2 separate regions of the Zea mays genome follow, and region 2 is linked to region 1. The links are chromatin contacts, called in public Hi-C maps. All regions are on one chromosome and are shown on one strand. The core of a region is the stretch at or near the end of the contact, and the rest is flanking DNA. Distances in the headings are between cores, read along the strand shown. Region 1 holds the start of LOC100384296. Region 2 holds the start of LOC100217115 (adenylate cyclase).

Region 1 (4,336 bases), core at 624-3,123:
GCGCCGCCGCTCTGCTTGGCCAGCGCCTCCTGCGCCTTCTCCAGCACGGACTGCAAGTACTTGCCCTGCGCTTCGATCCGCAGCTGCAGGTGTCTCTGAACCTGCACCATCAATGGGAAAAATGAAAAAAATATATATAAATATGCTGAAAGCAGAGGAAATGGGCCAAAGCCCAGCCAAGCCGTGCAGGTGCAGCACAAGGAAAAGTGTGCTCCGAATTAGTCGCGGGCGAATCCAGTTTATGGGCCGAAATGACGGTGCGTGCGTGCGCCGGCCTCTGGAATGGAAGGCCCAATAATACCCCAGATCCAACGGCGTCACGAACTCACGATGACCGGAATGGTAGGCCAGGGCAGATGGTTCCAACTCCGGCCGCGGTCGCCGCCTCTCGCGCCCCGGTGCCAGGACTCGGGATCCGACCATAGGGCTTGGCATGCCCCTTTACTTTCTTTTTTAACACTTGTATTTATTTTTTTCTTCGACAGGGTGTTCTCACTTTTTTTAATTGGTTCGTTCCCCCCTGCAGTTTTAATTTGCACTGTCGGAAACAGTTCCCTGCCGATGAACTCGCTACTAGTGTTTTTGATGCTATATACAGGTAGTGGTGCTTCTGCATTATATATGTCTATATCACGGGGACGCTGAGCTATGCAATAGATATATATCTTAATAAAACTAGAGAGCTGCTGCTTGTATTTGTATATACCTCTAGCTGCTCATGCAGCCGTCTCTGGACTTCGATCTGCATCTGGAGGGCTTCACTTATGTGCATTGACCTGCCAGATTACCGAACCGTGTCACACCTTCTGAAGGTTGGAGAAGAATGCATCCAGCTGTTAACAAATTTAGCTGGCTTCTTCGCTCCTCACCTGTTTATCTGCGGCGGTTCTAGGTTCAGGTGCGGCGGCGGCGGTGGTGGCGGCGGTGAAGCACTCCCTTGGCATAGGGCGTTGTCTGCTCCCGTCCGGCAGCCTACCAACGCTGCGAAACAGAGGCAAGCAGGCTTAGCACATCTCTCGCACTGGACTGGACGGCTGGGGTTTCAGTTACTTGAGCTACACTGTATTAAGAAGCATTTATATATGCAGCCTACCATTCTTTGCGCTGGCAGTATGAGCTTGGGCCTGGAGGTTCTTGCTGAGTCTGTATTTCTATGAGACAAACAGAAAAAGAAAAAAAAACACATCTATCTTAGTTTGTGACGACGGGAAGCCAAAATTTGTTTTCCATGCCATACCATTCCATACTCTGACAGCAACAGCAGTATCTGATCGAGATGTACGCACGTACGTACCTGGAGATGGCTCTTGAGATGGTACAGGGTGAGTCCAGGGATCCCCATGAGCCTCATGATGGTTTTCGGCGTGGCCTCTGCGAGAGTTTGGACATGCATGCACGCGGGCTTAATTTAGAAGAAGAGGTAATCTACCATCACAAAGGCTCTGTGCCATGTTTGTGCCGTGTGTATACGAGCTAGCGTTTTGGTACTCACTGTCTGGGCCTCCGAGCTGATGCACCGCCTCAACAAAACGCTCGTGCAGCTCGGGTGTCCATTTCAGGCGAGGCTTAGCATCGGTGGAGAGGACGAGCCCTGCATCTCCGCCGCCGCCGCCGCCGCCTGCTCCGTGCAGGAGGAACTGCTTCTCAGGAGGTAAGCCTGGCCTTGACGAGGACAGGTGCTGGTTATGGGTGTGGAGCTGTTGCTGATGATACATCTGCTGCTGTCAGCCTGCAGAACTCCAGGTCAGTACGTTTCTTGCTCTGCTCCACCAGTCATCATCAGGTAAAGAGAGAGAGAGAGAGAGAGAGAGAGAGAGAGAGAGTGGAGCGAAGCACATGAGATCCTCACCTGTACGTTAGTTGTTCAGCTCCTGTTATGTACTGAAATGTCTGGTTGCGGGCATTCCTGACTGGTGGGATATATATCCTTGGCAGCTTTTACCGGTGTAGCTCAGTCAGTGGCAGTGCGTCCTCTATTTGTAGAAACCAAAGAGGTGTTTGTTTGTGTGGTGTGGTCTTCTCTCTTCTGGGAGTGAGTGAGTGAGTGAGACAGACAGCCTTTAATTTAATTTGGCTTCTGAAAACTAAACTACCGACCTCCTGTCTCCTCTTGCCGAGATGTTATGTTACGCAGCAGACTCCCCCGGCCGTCTGTCTGTCTTATAAGGCAAGAGGACCGGCTGGATCGGAGAATGTGGAATCATCTGAAGAAGCACTCAACCCCCCTGATCGACTGCCCAATCTCTGCAGCAACTGAAAAAGAGATATTATCCTTATTCCCCCCCGGCCCACCACACCCTGCAGTCCTTTTTTCTTTCTCAACTCCAGCAACAACCCGGCCCTCTCTCTCTCTCCCCCTCTCGCTCTTGCCTTGTGTGTTCTCATCATGAACAGCTTTTGGTTGAAATTACTTGCCACATGAGAACGACGAAGGGCGAAAGCGAAGCACAACAATCTTTTTCATTCTCCTCTTTGGTTTTCCTTTTTCTTTTGGAGGAGGAGGAGGAGAAAAAGAAAGAAAGAAAGAAACCCTAGAGATTATTCTGCGTGGTCTGCAATATAATCTGACGATGTCGCTGTAGAAACTTGGCAGCAGCCCCCCTCTCTAGCTCAGATTCCTCGATGATATCGATATCTTATTATTAGTTCGAGAACCAGTTCCAGTCTCCACTGAGTTTCTGGCCTCCAGTTTTGCCGAAACGAAAGGGGCGGTCGATCCATCGACCAGCTAGCTAGCTAGCTAGCAGAGCTGCTCGTCGTTGTTGTTAGGATCCATGGTCCGTGATCGCATGTAGTAGCTTACGTACTGTTGGTTGCTAGCTGTTGGGCTGTATGTATGCACCAGTTGAGAAGCAGTACGGGATGGCCATACGATGGATGTCGGTTACGTACGTGGACGGCCAAAGCTTGAAACTTCCCTTCTTTTTGACTGCAGCTAGGCATCATCCATCCGGAAGAAGAATTGCGAGAAAAGCTTGGCATACACACACACAGATAAAGCGCGCGGCCGGGAGCTGTGGCCATTGTATAAGATCGAACGCCTTCTTGGGAGACGGACGGACGGCACAAAGGCAAGGGAATGGAATAACAGGGGGGGGATAAGGCATAGGATTCTCGCCTGTTGGTGTGGTGTCTCCTTTGGTAAGTTTGGCACCACCAGCTTAGCTTAGCTGAGCTAAGCTGAGCTAAGCTCAGCTACTGGGGGCAGCCAACTGCCAAAGCCCAAAGGGTTCATGGTAAGGCAATTAATAGGCTGTATCCGTGTGTGCACTTTGAAGCCGGTGCCGTAACTTCACCTGCTGTGCGTACATGACATGCATGCATGGGGGGCAGCAAAGCATATATACAAAACAAAAGCGGGCTTAAAATGCATGGAGCAGCCCCTGGTTTCTTGGATTGCGCCCTCGCTGTATCCTCCTCCTCCTTTTGCTTTTTATGCTCTTGCACTTGTTCTGACCGTGATTTATCTGTCCTCCGTCTCCATGCAGCAGACGATGATGATGATGCTTAATTACATCGAGCATGCAACTGCATGTAGCCGGCCTTTTGGACGCCTTTGCCTTCCAGATGGCCGTGTGTGTCCCACATAGCAGTATCTCTAGTTATGATGCATACGTCGTGAGCACGCATGATTGCATCAGCTAGCGAAGCTTCTAGTCTCCGTGGCCGCGCCAGGGCATGCATGCATGTGAACGAAGAACAGCATCTCATGTTTCTCGCAGCAGAGTGGTCGGTTTATATCTTGATTGGTTGTTCAGCCAGAGGTGAAGCAAGCTACGGAGGCGACACGTGCACTGCGCCAAGAACGACGACGACCCACACCGCCAGGAGTGACTAGTGACCATTGCGTTCAATTCGATGTGCTCTCTTGGAATAAGTTGGCGAGCGAATCATCATCCTTGCGACTAAATAACCAAGCGAGATATACACACACTAAGATAAGCAACGAGGGCTTTATTTGTTCGGTTGCACATATATATATGGTATCTATACCATGCATGTGCAGTGCCTCATTGTTGAGGAATTGGAATTGGATTGGATTGGAGCGAGGTCGATCGAGGAATGTGTGCGCTGCTGTGCATATATTCTGTCCTGTTCCGTCTCCAAATAGCTGCTCAGTACATGATTCTCTGACCATTGGCTCCCGCGAGTTTCTCACCAAAGATGACCGCCTAGCTGCTCCATGAACATAAGAAGAAATCGATCCAGACCACGCAGTTTAGTAGTGTAGTATATATTCCCCCGGCCGGGCATTAGCTCAGTTTGATTGATGCCGCCGTAGAGCTTGCAATGGGATTAATACAAGCTCATCGATCCCTTTTTCTTTGTTCCGTTC
Region 2 (4,648 bases), core at 1,999-4,498, 130 kb after region 1:
AGAATAATTCTTTTGCTTCCCAAAGTCCTCTAACAAACAATTCAATGGGAAATTCAGAAGTTTTTTCGTGATTGAGTAAATAAAGGAAAAATCAAAGATGAAAAGTGGATGGAAGTATGAGATTTTCCCAATTGCCCATGGATTGAACCATACTTATAGAATATCAGAAACTGGAATTGATTAAATTGCACTCTGTATGCCTGATCAAAACCTTCGTTTGTTTTCCTTGAAAACTAGAAACCTACTAAGTGCATTGGCAAACTTGTAGGCATATTTCTCCAAAAGCCTACATGTTGTTAACATCTACTACATCTTTTTTAGATTATAAGATGTTTTGACTTTTCTGGATATATATATATATATATATATATATATATATATATATATATATATATATATATATATATATATATATATATATATATATATATATATATATATATATATATATATATATATATATATATATATATATATATATATAGACACACACACACACTACTAGTGGATGGTGCGCGCCCTGTGCGGTATCAAATTCGTATCTGACATTTTAAATGTACATAAATATTATGTATAAGTTAATATATAATACACAATAAGTATAAAATGTCTGAAACAAAAGTAAGGAAAAATAACACTTTTGTACTATGTGATCGAGTTGTAAAATTTACCTGAATTTGTGTAATGTCCAGTTACAGTCAGAGTGACGATACCCAGTGGAATCAAGAGTTGTTGTTCTACCACACTTTTTGCAAGAAGGAAATCACCAATTCATGTTTTCAGGGTATGTACAATGGGTGTCTTGAGTTGTGTCTTCGAGTGTGTCCAGGGGGTGAATGTAAAAAAACTCAAGACATGTATCTTGACGAAGACACATTGTCTTAGCTCTATGTTCAAGACAGGAGGCTAACTGATTGGTCATTTTAATTTATTGAATGCTCTGATTGGTACAATGAATATGGTAAGACACATGTTTTAGATATGTCCACTATATTATGTTTTGTTTTAATTATGTCTTATACTTGAAGTACCGTACATATCTTTGTTCAATGCGTTTGGTCGGTAAAATTAATTTCTTTTCGCTGCTACCTCCACCTTCTGGAAAGAACCGGCGTAGTCTATGTCTATATCTGCTGAGAAATAGAAATTTCCAGAGACGTAGGGAGCGACGCGCGCTATACTGAGTACGTGATGGAGTCAGCGGGGGATGGCAGCCACTGATTCACCATCGAGCGGCTTGAGTAAGAAATGCTGACGTGGATGGCTAAGGAGGCGAGTTTTGGAGCAGCTTTAATAATATAGAAATGTCTAGACATATAGTAAAGACAATGTATCTTGAAAATAGTCTTATCCTCCATGTGGTATCTCCTGACCATACTTATAGAAGATTATATTTATCTCAACTAGAACTATTAATACTATCCATGATGCCTCGTATATGAACAAGAGAGTAGCTATTCTTCCCATCCGGATGTCCAAAGCAGCCCACGACAGGAGGCTGTTGCCGCCTTGCTACCAGACCATCGAACCGCCAGTCCTCTCTTTCCCTCCAAAACCTCCCCCCACCCTTGGTAACCTTAAATCCAGCACCTCAATCGGCAGCTATACAAGTTCTAAACTGTTGGCTTGCTTGTGGTTGTAGCATTGGCTCTTAGGGGGCGTTTGACAGAGCTCCCTCCGCTCCCAACGAGAATCACTCCGGCCGAGCCAAACGATAAAAATCTAAACTGCTCTATGGTGAGAGTGGAGTGAATCTAGCCTCTATCTTTTACTAGAAAGTAGGAGCCAAAAAAACCCTGCTTCCCACCCAACCTGCTCCCCACTCTCTTAACTTCTCATAAACCACTTTACAGGCTATTTGATAAACGGTTTTCGCTAAATAGATTCACTTCCGGTAGAGAATCAATCGGAATCACTCGGAGCTAGAGAATCATGAAACGTAGATCTACCAAACGAGCCCTTGTACTGCACTGCAACTGTCTGTCTGTCTCGGTCCATGACCATGATTATCAGCATCGGACCAATATAATGTTTGTTGTTCATGAAGATATGCTATGTAAATTTGCCCGAACAAGGTAACAATACTGAACGAAGGTACAGTACTGAAATACCAAGCTGGTAGGGCTGTTGTCCCATAGATTTTGGGAGAAATTGGATTTGACCAGACTCAGGATTATGTTCCGTTGCCACAAAACCAAAACCATACACTAACCAAATATGAGAAGCCACACTTATTTTTGTCATTATTCAAAGCGTCACTGACATTCCATTCAAGTTGTTCAAATGCAGCTTAATGGCACGAAGAAGGGAAATACCAAGAACGGACAAGGCTATGCCTAGTCAAGGAAGCAGCTTCCCTGTCATGAAGCAGGCGAACTTGCTGTTCCGACAGTACTCGTAGGGCACGCCGGCCACCGTGAGCAGTCGCTCCAGCACCTCCTTGACCCGGTCAGGCTCCGCCGTCTCGCACTCGAGCTCGTACCTGGTCCCAAAGTCGAACCGCGTCTCGTCGAGCTCCAGCACGAGGCCGCCGCCGCCGTCCTCAAGCTCGTACTCGTAGACAGCGCGCGTGTTCCCGAAGCCGCCGAGGCAGAGGAAGGGGGCGGCGTCCCCGCCGACGCCGTACTCGGCGGCGACGAGGCGGATGATCGGCGAGTCGAGGCCGCCGAGGCGGGCGGGGTCGTCGGCGCAGGCGACGGCGAGCGCGGGCTCGAGGGGCTCCTCGATCTCCTCGACGCGGCTGACGCCGGCCTCGATCCGCGGGCGGCGCTTGAGCGCGAGGACGGCGCGCGAGGGGCCGCGGTCGTCGGGCCCGTCGTAGAGGCGGACGCGGAGCGCGGCGGTGGCGGCTCCGAGCGTGCGCGCGGCGTCGTCGAAGAAGAGGTTCCGCTGGGCGTGGGTGCGGCGGAGGCGGGGCGCGAGGAACGCGGACAGGCGGCGGTGCGCGGCGGCGTCGGGGAGGCGGAGCTTGATCTCAACCTCCATGGGGTGGATGGGGTGGTCGCGGGTTCGGGGCCGGAGCCGGCGGGGTGGAGAGGCCGATGCCGATGCGTTGGGACTTGGATGGCACGGCGCCGGGCTTCGGGTGGAGGAATTGGAGCAGGGGATTGGAGGTCTGCGGGCCAAGGACTGGAGACGGAGTGGTGTAACCGGAAGGATCCTTGGTGGTGGTGGCTGCCGCGGCGGCGCGGAGGTGGTCTTCGAGCTCGTCGCGGTCGGAGGAGGTGAGCTCGATGCGGGTTGGGTTGCGGCGCAGCATTATTGGCGGATGATAAGATGGAGACGGAGGAGGACTGGTTCCTGGTTGGTTTGGTGGTCAGCGAGCAGGGCCAAAGCGACTCCCAATTAGTTACGCAGGCCGTGCCATCATTTATGGACTCAGCACTCAGCCCAAGCACGGCACTGGGCTGTTTAGGCGTACTTGGGCCGGCCCGTTGAGCCTGACAGTCGAGTAGGTCTTGCCATTTATCACACAGATGAACCCAAAAAAAACACACACACACAACACCATAGATCTAACAAAAGAATGCCGTGGATCTTGCCATGCTTGAGAAAAAAGAGATTGAAACACAAATCAAAATGATGTCATGGATCTTGCTGTTGCTGCTTGCCGTGGGTGGCATGTGCACGCGTGTTTGCACATTTTTGGGACAAAAAAAGCATTCAAGATGACATATATACATTCGCTAAGCTTGTTGGCAACACCATTTTCCCCTTATTTCTCAAGATGACATAACACTTTGAAATACTGTCACATGCACTTCATTATTGTAAGGAGAAAGAAAAAGAAAAGAAAAGAAAAGAAAAATGGTGTCGTCGTCGATCGTCATGCATGCAAATTAAACTGCTGGTCCAGGCAGATATGGAGATGATCGACTTGTTGGTCATGGAGTGAAGAGCGGGATGGCACGGAGGGGCATAGCGGGTTCAAGTAATATGGAACTCTTCTCTCTGAGGACGTCGTCCACAGGCGTCATGGCGTCGTCGCCGCACAGCTTCCACTCAACCCTGTACAGGAGTGAGGCCAACACCAGCGGCACGAACCGTGCAGCCAAGTCCATTCCGGGGCACACTCTACGCCCAGCACCGAACGGGATGTAGGAGAAGTCCGAGCCCCTGAAGCTCAATGGCCGGCCGCCGCCGCCCAAGAATCTCTCGGGCACGAACTCCTCTGGCTCCGGCCAGGAGGTTGCGTCCCTTCCGAGAGCCAACAGGTTGACCATAATGCATGTGCCTTTGGGCACCCAGAAACCGCCCAGTGACATCCCGTCGTCTGTGACCACCTCCCGCGGCAACATCGGCAAGGAAGGGTGCAGCCGCATGACCTCCTTCACCACGGCGTGGAGGTAGGGGAGCTCCTCCAGGTCGCTCTCTTCCACAAACTCCTTGGAGCCTAGACTCGCGGCGAGCTCGGCGCGCACCTTCTCCAGCTTGTCCGGGTGGCGAAGCAGCCTCCTCATAGCCCATTCCACGGCAATCCTGGTGGTGTCAGTGCCGGCGAGAAAGATATCCTGTATATTTTATGTATTATTTTATTTTACATTTAGTATATATATAAATGTGTGTGTATAATGCATGCAGCATGTGCTTATATACCGCTAAGAGTTTGGAGATGTCTGCACGCGTGATCTCCGACCTGGCGTGCCGG

Evidence for each region. A called contact is a pair of places that touch in the nucleus more often than the background predicts.
Region 2: a contact with region 1 is called in a Hi-C map of leaf, with 2.7 times the contacts expected there. The contact joins the promoter of LOC100217115 here to the promoter of LOC100384296 in region 1. A contact is called at or near these places in 4 of 25 Hi-C or Micro-C datasets (ear, leaf and tassel) and 1 of 3 datasets of contacts at active chromatin or transcription factors (leaf).

The regions. Positions count from the first base shown.
Region 1 is chr7:182,811,009-182,815,344 of Zm-B73-REFERENCE-NAM-5.0, forward strand. LOC100384296 reads right to left here and starts at 1,874. Exons shown (of 7, transcript NM_001176855.1): 1 at 1,850-1,874; 2 at 1,493-1,729; 3 at 1,295-1,371; 4 at 1,094-1,151; 5 at 870-981; 6 at 707-776; 7 at 1-101. The coding sequence starts at 1,715.
Region 2 is chr7:182,939,314-182,943,961 of Zm-B73-REFERENCE-NAM-5.0, forward strand. LOC100217115 (adenylate cyclase) reads right to left here and starts at 3,249. Exons shown (of 1, transcript NM_001143483.2): 1 at 2,018-3,249. The coding sequence starts at 2,985. The coding sequence ends at 2,341.